2 separate regions of the Arabidopsis thaliana genome follow, and region 2 is linked to region 1. A link is a contact called in public capture Hi-C data. All regions are on one chromosome and are shown on one strand. The core of a region is the stretch at or near the end of the contact, and the rest is flanking DNA. Distances in the headings are between cores, read along the strand shown.

Region 1 (4,284 bases), core at 131-2,630:
TATTTCCATCAAAATCTTTCTTATTTCAGTCTTGCGTTACACTTTACTTAATGTTTTCTTTTGTAAAGCTTCTCAATGCAACATTATAAATTTGGTTTCAATGTTGTTGAAGGCTTAGAACATGAATCTTAAGATGACATTCTTTCACATTATTATGGTAAACACTATGAATTGGTTCCCATATAGCAATAAAGATACTATATATATCGGAAAAAAAAAGAACAAATTCAGTGCCTAAGTCATTGGGATATTAATTACTGATGTTCATACATGTTTATGCTTCAATTATGTTTTAAGGAATCGGAAACCAGATGTAATACTGATTGAATCAAACCAACTCTACAACTATGGGGAAAGAAAAAAATACATTCGAAACAAAAGTATTAAAAACGTTAACAAGAGAAAGAGGCTTTAAATAGCTAAATCTCAAGCCAAACAGAAAGCGAATGCTTAGTGATGAGATTGAGGCCTGTAGGTGTGTAACCATCTGTTGAAGCGGTCCATAAGTGACAATTCCATCTTCGTTGTTGGAACATTGGGGACAGTTATCGGCTTACAGCCTTGGTGAGTGGCCCGACCACGACTTGTAGCTTAAGTCCGGCCTCGCATTAGACAGAAGGCATTCCAAACTCGGACCAGGCAGTGTGGTGGCTCAATTCTATCTGGATCGAGAGAAGTCCACTTTATAGCGCCTCGGTGCGTTCCTACCGAGGCTTACCGGATCAGCCGATAAAGTATATCAACAACAACAAAAAAAAAAAAAAAAGTTCGTGCCTCGGATTGACTTGTCATTGAGGTAATGAAGTAGTGGACTCCTGGTTTGGTGAGCTTCACAAGATCATGCCCTGTCTTGTGCATCGCCACGGGAGAAGTTGGGTCGCATGATATGAATTCAAGGTCTCGGCTGATCTCTAAGATGTCGTTGCCGCATTAAAAAAAAAGATTATCTCCAATATCAAAGTGTCTTTCCTCTGCCCACTTGAAATAAAAATCACTCTCTTGAGAAACACTCCATCCCTTGGAGTCACCAACTTTGTAGATCTTGCTCGGTGGTGGTGGAGGAATGGAACGTGACGGGTCATATTCGACAAGAACGTTATTGTCTGGATGTGCATTGTTCACGGTTTGAGCTGATGAAATAGATATAGTTAGAGCTGTCAAATGGTCATCCGACTATGGGCTAAGCCCAATCCAAAACATTATGGGCAGTCCGTGGTCAGCCCATAAATAAAACGGGTCATGTAGTTTATTGACCAATTTTGTCCGCAGACATAATGGGCGCCCATACGGACAATTGGGTGGCCCAGTTTCATTAAAAATTAGTTTCCTCAGAAATCGCCTCTTTTTGTCTCCTCTCTGTTGCGGCTTCAGAATCGCCATCGGAAGGTTGGACTCATCATCGAGACGGGTCACGAACCGGAGCCCCGTTTAGTTTTCGAACTCGCTACCGATTCCGAGTTGTACGAGCAACAATCATCATCATCGTGTTGCGTGTTTATCCTTTTTGGTCCGAGGTGAATTTCTGAAACAATCTTAGTGTTCTTAGTGTTTCTGAAACAATCTTAGCTTTTTGGATCAGAGGAGAGCTTGCTAGCTTTATCGGTTAATGGATCATATTACCAAGTTAATGTCATTCTCATTAATTTGATAAAAGATACAATTGAGGGTTTATATACAATTGTAAGAGGCCTAAACCATAGCCATTAAACCGAACTAAACCAACACTATCTACACTGGTTTATACAAAATACCAGTTCACAATGACTCACTAAGACTCTAATTACAACAGAGACTCTATATACACTAATAGATTGAGGTCTCACATCTTCTTTGCTTGTTCTTAGGGTCTTCATGAATTGAAGCACATCAATATCTTGGTCGAAAGATTCCCCCTTTCAGGTATGTAGAGACCCTTTGTGTTGAAATCTGAATTTGATTCCATAGAGCTAAGATTCATCACTTTTGATATGGATTTTGGACTCCAAAGAGATTCTGAAATGAATAGGCTCAGTTTTTGTATTGGATTTTCTCAGGTCTCTATCACAAAGGTGCTCATCGATTCCTCTGTTTTTTGTTTTCTTTTGAAATTTTCTTTTATGATCATTGGATTTTGATACCATTCATTACTGATCATTGATCGATGAGTATGATCCTTCAACTTTTGGTTTTTGGGTTTCATCGGATTGATGCTTTTTATCTGAAAGGTTGATGCTTTTGCTCGTACATTAAACAATGCTTTTTATCTGAATTGTATAGTTTTGTGATGTGTATTAGCTTATTTAAGTTTAGTTAAGCTGAAAGCATTAGGATTATTCTACATATGTGTCTGACTTGGATGAATTGTTTTATATGAAGACACTGAAAGTGATGATTATTTCATGATAATCTTGATTAGTAAACGTTATTGATGTTGATGTTCCCATTGCATCATGATTTGTGGGAACGAGAAATCATCTGTTCCTTGATGTTGATGTTCCCTTTGAATTTTTCAGGAGCAAAAACTCTGATTTTGGAGTATCCTTAGTGTTGTTCTCTTCCCATATTGTAAAAACGACTTCGTTTAATTGAAGGAAAAAGCTTCTTTTTGGTTTAAAGTCTCTCTGCTCAACCTAAGAGATGAAAATGTATAATCCATCTTTCATTATGTTTTTGTTCGATTTCCTTCTCTGTTTTTGTAGTCAAAATTTGGTGTGGTTATTTGCAGAATGAAGGCAAATGCAGGAGCACTTACCAATTTCGAGTTGCTTGACTTCTTAAACTCAAGAGGTGCTTCAAAAGATACTACAAGAGTTATTGCTCCAATTGCTAGATCAGAATACAAGGTTCTTTTGCCTGCAATAGTTATCTTCTGACTTGGTCTTAGAGTTTTTTTTGCTAATTGGAATGATCTATTTATAGGTCTATGATTATTTGGTGGAGACTGCTGCTTCCACTCAAACACGAGAGAGCGTTAACAAATCCGCAGACAAGTGTAAAGATTTCAAACTCGCTAAAGCTGAGATTCTCAATATCATCAATCTCTGGCCTTCTTCTATAGTCGAACTGTTACCGGTTTGTTTGTTGTTTCTAGCTTATACACTACCATTTATATCACTGCATTTAACTTCTCTTCTTCATGGTTTATAACATTTGTTGATTGTGACTCTCTTGTAGATCATAGAGAACCTTGATGATCGAGAAATCGACACAGATGGGATATTAGAGCTTGTGAAGGATTTGCTACCTCCTCTGCCTACAGCTGAAAGTCCTAAAGATAATGATGAAGAAGAAGAAACAGAGAATGGTGAACAGTCGTGACTTGCAACAATTTTCCCCTTAAATCGTTATTTTTTGTATCGGTGCGATTTTACCGTTTTGGCGGAAAAAGGCAAGTCTCCGATTTTTACAATTTTTGCAGAAAAATGTAATTTCTCAATTTTTCTTAAAAATTATGATTTATGATTTATCAATAATAACAATAATAAAATGGGCTGACCATAGACTTTCTATATAAACATGGTCTTTATTGGGCATGGACATTTTTTGGACCATTGTCCATGGACCGTCCAACTTGGCCCATAAAAAAAAATTGTCTGTACGTACACGCCCAATGGTCCCTGGACGGACCATTTGACAGCTCTAGACTTGCTAATGAAGTTTTTGAGTTTGTTATCTTTTAGATATAAAGAACATATTTTGATTTTGTAACCATCCACTTAAACGCGTATTAACTAGATTGAGTTTGTTATCTTTTAAGTTAAAGAAGATTATCGATCGAACAATTTACGTCCATTCATTAACAAAGAAAAAGGACGTTTCCGAAGAACAGGAACCCAAGAGAACCATGAAAGTTGTATTCTAATTTTTTATATAAAAAATCAAAAACATTATTAATTTTATTTAACATTATTATATCATATCATCTACTCTATTATTTGAGACGTACGTTTAGTGAATTGGGCATGGATTTCGCTAAAATTACAACTTTACCATAAGTTTAAAAGTTTAGTATCATAAAAATAACTCGTTTAGAAACGCGCGGATCCTTTTAACTCGCCTTTTAAACAAATGGGTCATAACTTTTAATCTTGGCCATTCAATTAAATTGTTTTTAGCCGTTCGATTTCGCGTTTTCACTTAAAAAATACGCGGATCCTTTTGACCCGGGTTTTAAAATACTGGGTCATACTTTATAATCTTGGCCATTCAATTGAATTGTTTTCATCCGTTCGATTTCGCGGCTTCACTTAAAAACACGCGGATCCTTTTGACCCGTTTTTAAAAATAATGGATCATACGTTATAA
Region 2 (4,077 bases), core at 1,425-3,924, 48 kb before region 1:
TGTATTTTAATTAGATTATCCGAAGGAAAATATAATAATATGTCAGTTTTATAATTAAGTATATATATACAATCTGATGTAGACCTGAACCAACCATAATGTATCAAGGTTCCAAAAAAATATTATAAATTTTGATTTGGTTTATTTTGTATTTGGTTTCTATTACAAAGATGCGTAACTCAATAGGATACTTATTAAGATGTTATTATGAAGATATTTTCTTATGATATAATTATTTTTTATTTTTATTTAAAAAGATTTGATATAATTATTAAATCTTTCTGTTTCAAAAACTTTAATATTCTCCAAGTTTCAATTTGACCAGAAACATTTCACTTGTGGTTTCCCATCCATTCTGTTGATGCGATAAGACGATCTTATCACATCACTGATGACGCTTTTGTCCATTCCTTAAACTAATTATTTAGAATTTCATAAGAAGAAAATATAAAGCTTTTTATATGACTTTATCCATTGAAACCATTTTTAGTTCTATATTGGGCAATGGGCAAGAGCTTGAGCTTTCAAGCAATTGAGGTTTCTAACTTAAGAAAAGTACTATAACTATAACTAGAGCAACACATTGTGGCTTAGCTCCTGACTTGTCCAGATATAATTCTACGTCTAGAGTTTAAACTCTATATCATGTATGTTCAAGATTGTTATAATTGTCGATCAATCTATAACACATCGATAGAAGAAAGAGTAGAATTTTACGTCTAGATTGTTGTAACGTAGTAGTAAACACGATTTTTATAATTACAAGAATCTCATCTAATCTATTTATTTTAGTAAAAATTGTGTGGATTTACATGCATAAATTAATTGTTCTCTCTTCTATATTACTACTTATATTGAAATATAGTGGTGTATAAGGAAAATTTAAATAAATTGATTTGGTCATATATGTTATTAAAATGCACTATTTTTTTTTTTTGATTAAAAATCTAAAGAAAACTCTAAAGTTAAGCGCATTTAAAGTAAAGCAAACTTATGATGGGTGATTAACCGTGAATCGATTGTTAGTTCGTATGAGTGAAAACAAACACAAGAAAAAGATTATATGGTGAATTATAGAATCAGTAAACAAATATTTAAGCTTCCAGAAAAATGAACTGTCAGACGAGATTGGCCCATATACCGAGAAAAAACGTTTGGTCCATGAAAAGTGGTGGTCGTCGTCTCGTTACAGTTACGATGGATGATTTCTATGGATCTGAATGGTCACCGCGGTTTTTAGTGTACGGAGAAAGTATTATGACCGTGCAGTACGAATTAACTGCGGTAAGTGCGTGAAAAATATATTTGTGGGACAATTGTGGTTTGTACAAAATAAGCAGTACGGAATAATGTTTGATTGGTGAAAAATCTATTTGTGGTGCGGATTATAGATTATATATATATAAATATATATATTAATCATTATTTATTTTTTGTGTTAATAAATAAACAATAACATATATTTATAAACCATATACACAAATAAATCAAAATATACATTTTAAAGTTTAACATACATATTATTAAATCCGTTGAATAGTTTCATTATGGAAAATTAAAAAAAAAATCATTTTTACAAGTAATTTTTTTACAAGTAAATTGATTATAGAACGTATATAAGCTTATAGTAGATAATAATTGTCAAAATTTCTAAAAGCATTGTTATGTTTCTATTTCCTGTAATTGCATTTTCATAGTTTTTAATTAAATAAAACAAACTAGCTAAGACTGGTCTTTATCTCTTTCTTTGTACCCGGTTTATCCGGTTTAGTTTCCTCTATTATTGAAATCAACATTGGCACAAAAATAATAATATAAACAGCTGTTAAAAAATTAATTGATCTCTTTGTTGGAATGCACTTTTACTTAAAACCGCTAGGTAAAGAGTTTTTCTTCTTTTGGAAAGCGTTCCAATGTATTGTTCATTTGACAAATTAAATCGCAAACTTTTTTTTTTTCGAAAAACACAAATCAGTTAAAAGTATTGTGATTGGTACGGTATTGTGGTTTTAATCAAAAAAACACAGAAAAAAACGCCTTTTGTAAGTTTTCCAATTAGTCTATGTGTCAAGGTACATCTTTTATTTTTATTTTTTAAAGGTACATCTTTATATCTATAAGGGGTTCAGTTTTCTTGCATGCGTTATTCGTACTCCTATAAAACTCCATCATAGGTAAGTAAACAAAACTAAGAAAAGATCTAAGCTCTAAGCTCTGCGTACTTTCCTTCGCTTTATCTTGCCAGTAGCACTAGGCATTTGAAACTATGGAATAAAGCCGTTTTGATCCAACTTAGCAGCAACCAAATTGCAAACGAATAGAAAGAATGGTCAGAAACAAGATTGGTAGGTGGATCCAAGATAGCAAAAATATCTCTTCCTACTCAAGATGCAACAGATAAAAACAAACTTTTGAACCAAGAAAAGTCAATATTATACATTTATTAAGAAATCGAAGAGCAAGAATGCATCTCATTCTCATCCTTTGTGATGTTCTTGGAGTGCACAAGCATTTATTGGGCCAAAACTCCTACGCACATGATAACATGTCTTAGTAGATTTCTTATTGATAATACATGATAACATATCTTATTGTTAATAATATTAATTTAATTCACTGACCTGTTAAAATTTAGACAGAATGGCAATAACTTATATAGTGATAATTATTATTTTTTTATTTTATTTTTTAGACTAACATTATATAAGTGTAAACATGATACATCATATCTAAACTTCAACTCTCACCATTTGCTTTTTTATAACAAAATAGTAATTAAATTAATAATCTTGGATCTATACCGACCACTTACTCTTCTATAAGGAGTTGACTTTTCTGTCTATCAAAAGGCCTCAAAGCAATCCCCAAAAGACCACATTTTTGTCTCCATCATTAACTTATAATTACAAAATCACAACCAAACCAACATCATAAAATCATAATCAGAATCTCTTCATTCATCAAAGAATCTTAAAAATGGTGAGAGAAAGAAGAAAGACGGAGAAAGTAGAAGAGAAACGAGAACAAGAAGTTGTAGATCAAGAAGAGAAGGTGAAGCCGAGGCAAAGAAGCGTGAGCAGAAGAAACATGCAATCTCTGGTCATCGGACTCGTTGGAGGTGCGTTAACCCTCGGTGCTTATTCTCAGACATATGTTGATCCGGGCAAGTCTATTGGCGCTGGCCTCTTTGTCCTCTTCTTTGGCTTGCTTGTCAGTGAAGGTTTCATCTCTCTTTAAATAACAATATTTCTGTATAAGCAAATCAAACCTTCTTCTTTTGTTTATGTATATGACAAATATACATATCTATGAGCATCTTGTTTCATTTATATTTTATTTCACTTGTTGGATCTTGGACTTTTGATTAAAGTGACGAACACTATATTGTTTTTACGGATTATTGTTTATTTTTGGCTTGTAAGAATATGTTTTGATCTTTGATACAAATTTGAAAGAAAAGGATGCAACAATGTAATTTTGATCCTTGATAATATGTATGTCACGCAAGTAATATGAACGGAATGATACTCTTCAACATATTGGGCTAAAGTTGACTTTCTTTGGGGTACAAAAAGTTGACTTTGACTTGGTACATGTCTTAGCTGTAAATTAAGGAAAAGAAACTAAATTTGATGTAAAACATGTAATAAAATAAATCATGATAGTCATATACATATTGAACAAATCAACGCTATCTAAAATGTATACTTAAAATATTTCACATATTACCACAAAGAATATATATAATTACAAATATTATTTCTGCAGTAACTTAACTAAATAAAAACGATCATCACCTATCTTTCTATTTATTTTTATATAATATAATTAGATACTTAGCAACGTTACGTGTATAGTATTTAATAAATCATTACCACCTTCGACTACATTATCAAAATGAAACACCATTACACAACGACGATCGTGAGGAAATGTCCGGGCCGTATATAATTTTGCGTTAGATTCGTTATTGGGTCGCTTTAATTTGACTTCTTATGTGTTTTTTATTTTATGATAAATATTTTTTTAAAATTTCCATCAGACACTTGACTTTGTAAATATACACAATTTCTTTAT

What was found. Capture Hi-C pulls out chosen DNA fragments and counts their contacts.
Region 2: a contact with region 1 is called in a capture Hi-C map of shoot, with 2.9 times the contacts expected there. A contact is called at or near these places in 17 of 26 Hi-C or Micro-C datasets (callus, cotyledon, flower and 5 more) and 2 of 3 other capture datasets (root and shoot).

Annotation. Positions count from the first base shown.
Region 1 is chr3:10,979,802-10,984,085 of TAIR10.1, reverse strand. It overlaps AT3G28958 (Cupredoxin superfamily protein), which reads right to left and starts at 1,380. Exons shown (of 4, transcript NM_148761.1): 1 at 1,255-1,380; 2 at 996-1,173; 3 at 786-911; 4 at 554-651. The coding sequence starts at 1,380. The coding sequence ends at 554. It overlaps AT3G28956 (RNA polymerase II, Rpb4, core protein), which reads left to right and starts at 1,329. Exons shown (of 5, transcript NM_001338984.1): 1 at 1,329-1,514; 2 at 1,845-1,899; 3 at 2,705-2,822; 4 at 2,899-3,051; 5 at 3,154-3,685. The coding sequence starts at 2,706. The coding sequence ends at 3,297. It also overlaps a transcript of AT3G28960 not described here.
Region 2 is chr3:11,029,503-11,033,579 of TAIR10.1, reverse strand. AT3G29034 reads left to right here and starts at 2,674. Exons shown (of 1, transcript NM_180315.3): 1 at 2,674-3,545. The coding sequence starts at 2,977. The coding sequence ends at 3,237. It also overlaps AT3G00550.